Regions from separate parts of the Mus musculus genome. Here region 1 is linked to region 2. Evidence: chromatin contacts called from public Hi-C data. All regions are on one chromosome and are shown on one strand. Each heading gives the region's core, a stretch centred on a gene start, on an enhancer-like site or on the middle of the called end of the contact. The rest is flanking DNA. Distances are from core to core; before and after follow the strand shown.

Region 1 (3,777 bases), core at 1,116-3,615, 560 kb after region 2:
AGAGAGAGAGAGAGAGAGAGAGAGAGAGAGAGATTCAGAAGCCTGTGATTATCTGGTAGATCTCACCCTCTATTAAATTTTCAAGGATGAGAGAAAGAAACTAGAATTTACACCACTTAGAAGATGTAAAGTTCCTCAATGCAGTTAGGATGTAATGGGGGAGGTGTAATGATTGGTCAGTATTCAGAAAAGCATTTCTGGTAGAGACTGAAGGATCCTAAAGCAGGTTGTGAGAATATTTTTTTTTTAATTTTTACAGAAAACCTTATACATCACTGAATGATTAAATAGAGATCAATCTCTGAGAGGTTAGATGGATGGTTTGGTTTATCACATTGATAATATATTTATTGACAGCACCTCTCAGGAGGGATGTAGAACTCATTACAAAGAACACAGAGAACTGTCTAGTGCACTGGTGTACAGGGAGGGTCTTGCACAAGCTCAGTCCACCAATGATGTCTGGGAGCTTAAGAGTATTACTAATATAATATCATTGACGTACATTTGTAATTTACACACATACACATACATATATACATATATATACACATATACATGTATATATATTTATACACACAAATATATTTATATATACATATATGTATATATTCATGTGTGTATATATATATGTATGTATAGATAGATAGATAGATAGATAGATAGATAGATAGATAGATAGATAGATAGATGAGACAGAGAGAGAGATACTAAAGCACTTATTACTTCAAAAGAGTTAAGGTCTTTGCAGAATTTTAATGCTTCCCTGGGACCATTCACTTAATTTTTTTGATCTTGAGCAATTTAAACACTTAAAACTCCCAAACATAGCTAAAAGAAAAAGAAATCAGCAATTTTAAAATACCTAATACTTTAAAACACTGAGAGCAGTGTAGAAAACCCCATCCATTTGAACTATAGGAATCTGAAAAAGAAAGCATCCCTGTTTATTTTAACAAGAAGGAACTGACATATAACAACACAACTTTCCTTAACCCATTGCAGCACTGAGGTACATGGGTAGCCTCAATTCTAATGGTCATGCCCTGCCAATGGAACAGGAGGCACAGAAGCTGTCTGCTGCAGAGCCCTAGAGAGGTAAACCCTGAGAAAACAGGGTGATTTGACCTAAGCAAATCCCCAAGGCTGGGTCCAAGTCTCTGTTGGCTCAGAGACCAAGACAGGAGGCCTGCCCTTCCCACCAGAAGCTCTCTATGCATTAATTTGCTGAAGAGCAGGGAAAAAGTACCTCCTGGCTCCCTGGATCTTCACTCTTAGAAACTCAAGTGCTCAGAGACGCTCTATGCCCCTGTTTCCTCATTTACATACACACAGATGCTCTGCATCATGACTGTTACCATGCACTCTTGGAACAGCATGTGCTGTGCCTTCAGAGGCCAGTGGTTTGGGTTAATTATACAATGTTTCTTTGGATTGAGGCCTAGGCTTCATGGAGGTGGGGAGTTCTATTTGGATACAGATATACGACACACCCCTTGGTTCAGGTTTCAGTATCAACAGGCTTCTTGGTCCTCTTCACCTGAGACTTGGGCTTATGTGTGGAATGAGTACTGTTAAAATGGGGACATCTGTGCAGTGGCAGTTGGGGCTCCTGGCCTCAGAGTCTCAGTAAAAAGTATTCCTGGCAACTTAAGTCCAGAGTGTTTAGAGGGATAAGGCTAATTCTACAAATACTTTATAATACCTGTTTTCAAACAGGCATGAAAACTCAGAGCAGATGCCTGAATTGCTTTTAATACACAAGTGATGTGAGCTAGAAAACCAGCGCCAGCCACAAAGACAACAACCCGGAATAGTCCAAATCCAAATGGAGCATCGTATTTGGTAAAATAAAAAGCGAGCACACTAATTAATTGTGGTCTTGGGTTCTCACATAAGGCCTTGGGTTCCTGAAGAGGTTCCATTTCAATGGGAGATGGAAGGAAATTGGTCTCTTTTTTAGAGACTCATAGTGACTAAGAATATCCTGGGATGGAGACAATTATGCTAATAGTGCTATAGTACATGTGCAAAGTAGATAATTATCCCCAATAATCACAGACTAATTATGTAACCAACATCTCCTTCCCCAAAAGGAGAAAGGAAAGCCAGAAACTGTAAGAACTTCTCAAGAGCTAAGAATGATGATCAGTTTCAACAGGGCAAAAATATTAATGAACTGGTTAACACAGCTTTGAGTGAAGGTTTCATTTGCTATTTGCAGAACCTTCATAGGATGTGTCAAAGTAGCAGAATTTTCCAGAAGTATTCTACATAAATAACATTTGCAGGATCGTTTTACACTGTCGCTAGAGTAGTCCTATTCACATAAACTGGAACACACTTGCATGCAAATGCCTGTAATAAGTAGGAAGGCTTAAGTAGAGTGTGAACGGGGCCTGTGGTTGGTAGCTGCTGATGAATATTTATCATCAGCTGGAATGTGGCCTTTTGAAAACACATGCATTACACTCCAGCAAACTGTTTATCTCAATTTTTAAAAATCACTTATTGAATCTAACCCACGTATTTGCTCACTTGCAACTGCTTATTAGAGGAGATAATGCCAACATCAAGCCATTTCAGAGCCTGAAAACACGTCCCGAATAAACCCCGCTTTTCTTGGAAATTCACGCTTCACTTTACAAGGTTTACCCGGATTACCCAACACTGCAGCGGGGGTTGTGAATTTGACTGTTGTTTTCCCACGTATCAGACTATTAATGCAGCCTCACGCCCATTTTTATAAAGATTGAGCTCTCGTCTGTGATGTTTCTTTGCAATTAAAATAAATAGCAATTAAAACAAATACAGGCTCAGAAATGCCAGCTCTCAGCTAGGTGAACATCTTTGAGAGTCCACAAGGAAAACCCCATGGTATTATTTAGTGATATGACCTCCCCTGTTTCAGGATGCTAATGTGAGTATCTGTTGTCACACAAGACTTCAGTGATGTTACACACGGGCTGGCCTGTTTCCTAATGCAAGGAGCCTAAAGGCACAGTTTGTCTAATTATTCCAGATACTAACTTCTGGATTGCTCTAGCAGTCTATTGTTTATAGAAAATACCCTTCGTGGAGCCTATGTTTAGTCAAATTCAATTTTGTGCAAGTCTTAGATAGAGCTTTAGAGGAACCTGATTTCATCGTTTAATACAAGCTCAGTTTGTTCCTTTAAAGAAGATGTTCCTATACTCCAACTGAAGCAGACGTTGATCTTACTTTTGTACTCCAGGTGAAAGCCGGCGGCAGCAACACTGATGTCCGACTGGAAGTGCAGGCAGAGCTGGTTGGAGGTGCTGTTCAGCAGTGCAGGCACTGTGGTACCTACACAGGAAAGAGTTACAGCTTTAACACAAAACAGGCAGACACTACAAGTGTCCAATACCGAAGAGCATATCCTAGGCTTCCAAGTACCCAGAGCTTGTCTATCGTCTGTTTAATTTGAGTGTTGAAACCTTGGCAACTTGTCCAGTTGTCCCATTTTGCAAGACAGCTCAGAGAGTCCTTAGAGCTGATACCACTTCTTCCAGACTGCACCCAGTCCCCTGACCTGCACTCTGAGCAAGACTAATGACAGCCATCACTCCATCTCTATGTATACCCCCAGGCTAGATAAATCCCATATGTTATGTTGTTTAGTAAAATCAAAGTCAACTTCAGAGAACTTAAGTGCTGAATTCTGTAGCTCTGGGAAGAATTCTTGCTCTTCCTGGACTTACCCTAAGGTGGGAAAGAGTCTTAAGCTGTGGAGCTCTTGCCTCTCAGCCCCACATT
Region 2 (3,410 bases), core at 409-2,908:
TTTTGCAGGGCTATTGAATCCTAACAACTGTGACTGCTACATCCCTGGCTCAGGACAGTGACCCTGAAGAGGGCATCTTTGCTTTGACGCTAGAAGCTCCACAGACTCTTTGTAGACGAGGCTGGCCTCGAACTCAGAAATTCACCTGTCTCTGCCTCCCGAGTGGTGGGATTAAAGGCGTGCACCACCATGCCTGGCCCACCGACTCTTAATATTCAGTTCAAATGCCACTTCCTTCCCCTGCTGGTCAGCACCAAATATAATGTCTCCCCGTGAGTCTTCCTTCTTGATTCAGGCATCATCAGATGTCTTGGGATGCGCATGCATTGTTTCCCTGTTGGGGTCTTTCTGTCCCTGTCAGAGGACAGATATAGTGTTCACTTTTGTGTTTGAAAGAATAAAAGGTAAGTGAACGTGGCTCATGGTGAGAGACACAGATGCCTGGCTTTGGGTTGACATGACCCTTCTCTTTTCTTGTCTCACCCAGCACCATGTGAGGCCTATTAACACTACTCAGGTTTCTTCCCCTTGGTCTATTACAGTCCCTGGTGTAACATCTTGGATTTGCATGTTCTCAGCTCCAGGGAAGTTTAACTCTCTTTAGCATTTGCTCATCTTAAAGTTTTTACCCACGTTACATCTCCAACTTGTGGTAAAATTAGCAATGTAGGGGTGTGTGTTGGAAATTGATGATTATTATTAAAGTACTATTCTTTCTGGAGAGGCCCAGTGATCTTTTAGCACTTGAATAATATGATTGTTAATCATTATTTCTTGTAGCACTACACTGCGATACACCAAATGCAGACATTTGCATAGATTCTCATTTAATCTACTTTATAGCAGTGTAAGATCTAGATAGTTATTAATCTAACTTTGCATCTGAGGAAATGAGCCCATGTGAACTTGGCTCTCAGAATCAACGTCTGGGCTGAAACTCAGAGCTTTTGGCCTCAAGTTCACCTTCCACTAGGAATCCCATCACTGAATGTTCTGGAACTTCTGCTTGCCTCCAAATTGTAGTTGGCATTATCAGAAACTTGTTCTTATTAGGCATATGGAAATGGGAACTCGTGACCCTTAGCGACAGTAATTTGATATGGGAGAGCTGGTGGTATGGGGCAATGCAGGGTAGAAAACTGACATTCCCCCTAATGTTTGTACAATTAGAACAAGATGCAGTCAAGCCAATGGTCAGCACTGGTTAAGGTTAGATTTGCAGTAAAAATCAAGTGTCTGAAATATACTTCCATCCTTAGGTCTCCTTGGTGATGATTTAGAGGCTCATTTAATCCTGACTTTTAAAAGTCACTTCATTTTCTCATGCATGATGGAAGTGGGGAAGACAGAAGTTTTGTTTGGCAAATGTTTTAATTTAAATATATATAAATAGAAATATAGCATGTGTACTCATCTCTAATATGCAGGGTCTATAAATAGTGGGGAAAAATCTCTTGTTGCTATAGTAACCAGGAATTTCTTTCGGTACATCTATTTTTGTGCTGTATTGAGGTGCAAAGGCAGTTTTCTAGTGGGTTTCCCTACTGTGAAGATTTTCTCCCAAAGTGCTCATAACTCCCACCTTGCCTAGTTCCGCTCGGAAGGTTGTGGGTGTCAGGCGTGGCTTGGAAATGTGTCATTGCTTAGTCGAGTACTTGGATCGCACAGCTGTGTCAGTCACACACAGCACACGAAGCTGCCTCCAAGGCTGCTGTGACGTTCCCGGACTTTAAAGACTTTCATTCTCTGCTGCCGCATTGTTAAGAGGTGGCACCTTCGAGAAGGGATGGGGACTAAGAGTAGTGCTCCAAGAGGGCTGACTATGCCTCCTGGAAGGGGGTTTCATAGGAAAACTCTCCCCAGTCACCCTCCCTTCCTGTCTCCTCTCTCCCTGTCTCTTCTCCCCTTCTCTCTCTTCCTTCTCCCTCCTTTTCGCTCTCCCCCTGTCTTTCACTCCTCCCTCTCTAGTCTCCCCCCACGTCCATCCTAGCAGGTGATGGTGGATCACAGATCTCCCCTCACAAGGTGTCCCTTGGTGCCCTAACTTCCTGGGCATTGTAAGAAACTCGTCTGTCTTTGATGAATGGCCTGTTCTCAGGATTCTGCAGAGAGGAAGGCAATAGGAACAAAAAGGAATAAAATGTTTCCTGGGGAAGGTCACTGCAAAGTGGCTTCTGTCCGGTGACACTCAGGAACAATGGAAACAAAAGGCCAATTGGAGAAGGTTGAGGACACATAGGGAGGAAGCCAACATCATGGAGCCTCTCCCTCAGAGTCCTCTCTGTTCTTCTACACGTAGAATTCCAGACAAAGCTAACTTCATCATCAGAAATGAAGTGAGAATGGTCCACAGAAGAGTCATAAGTGTCTGTTGGCTCTGTCCTGTGGAACCCTCAGGAAGTTTACAAGATGACATGTCCACTCACTCATAACCAACAAGCTATTGTCTCAGAGTGGCTGGGCACCAAGCAGTCATGATGATGCTCTTGATCTCAATACTTAGGAGGCAGAAAGGGGGTGGATATCTGAGATAGAGGCCAAGCCTGGTCTACACAGAGCGTTTCACGATGGCCAGGGTCACACAGAGAAATGCTATTTCAAAACATCAAAAACAAAAAGCAACAACAACCACCCTCCCCCCCCCCCAAAAAAATAACGAAACCAAAAACCCATAATCTAAAGCAGAGTGGCTATGTTTTCTTTAGTCTCATTTGATAGACTCACAGGCAGATAGAAGAGATAGGATATTTCCCAGAAAAACAAGGACACGAAAACATGCTCTGACCATAGCCTTTCAGGAAGGGCGCCAGAGTGCTAGCCAGAGAGTGTTTCTTTCGAGCGTCCCTGAGTTGTGAGCCAAGGCAATGAAATGGATAGTTGTCTGTGTTGGCCAAGTCCAGGCTGCTCTGACTGGTTCTTCAGAGGATTGAAGGCACAGTTTGATTTCCATATATGGCTGGCTAGTGTTCCTTGGAACATTATTTCGTCAGTTGGCTGACATCCAGTTGTAGCTGTCTCCCTCCTCATACCTCCTTTGCCTCCTAGAGCCTTGTCACTTGGTTTCTCCTGTGGGCTGGTTCTTCCATCCCCAGTGATGGTGCTGGCTCTTCCAAGGAAGGAGGTGCTCCTCCTTCCCTCACAGTTGCAATACAGGACCTTTGTACCCTCATTCCATACTCTGTTCCTCACAGGACCCCCTAACACATTTTCCCTGTTCTTGTCTCAAGGAAATATCAAGACCAGAGAAGATTCTGTTCTTTTTTAGCCTGCCTATCTGCATTAGGGATGCTTACTGGGTCGGCTCCATTTCGCTGTCTAACAGGCATCTGAAATTTAATTTGTCCAAAGTCAGAGTACTGATTGCCTAAACCCTGGCAATCAAAGCGTGTTCTCTCAGTCTCCTACCTAAA

What was found. A called contact is a pair of places that touch in the nucleus more often than the background predicts.
Region 1: a Hi-C map of cortical neurons shows a contact between it and region 2, with 3 times the contacts expected there. The contact joins two enhancer-like sites. A contact is called at or near these places in 3 of 484 Hi-C or Micro-C datasets (cerebral cortex and cortical neurons).

The regions. Positions count from the first base shown.
Region 1 is chr8:16,055,441-16,059,217 of GRCm38.p6, forward strand. Csmd1 (CUB and Sushi multiple domains 1) reads right to left here. Exons shown (of 70, transcript NM_053171.2): 37 at 3,223-3,327. Among named protein-coding and RNA genes, the nearest start is that of Mir3106, 110 kb to the right of the region's middle. Within about 2 kb of position 2,366, at least 20 of the 459 cell types and tissues checked have an H3K27ac peak or open chromatin away from gene starts, as enhancers often do. A contact at or near this core is called in cortical neurons, where this site is marked.
Region 2 is chr8:15,494,848-15,498,257 of GRCm38.p6, forward strand. No RefSeq gene overlaps it. Among named protein-coding and RNA genes, the nearest start is that of Gm46033, 34 kb to the right of the region's middle. Within about 2 kb of position 1,659, at least 34 of the 459 cell types and tissues checked have an H3K27ac peak or open chromatin away from gene starts, as enhancers often do. A contact at or near this core is called in cortical neurons, where this site is marked.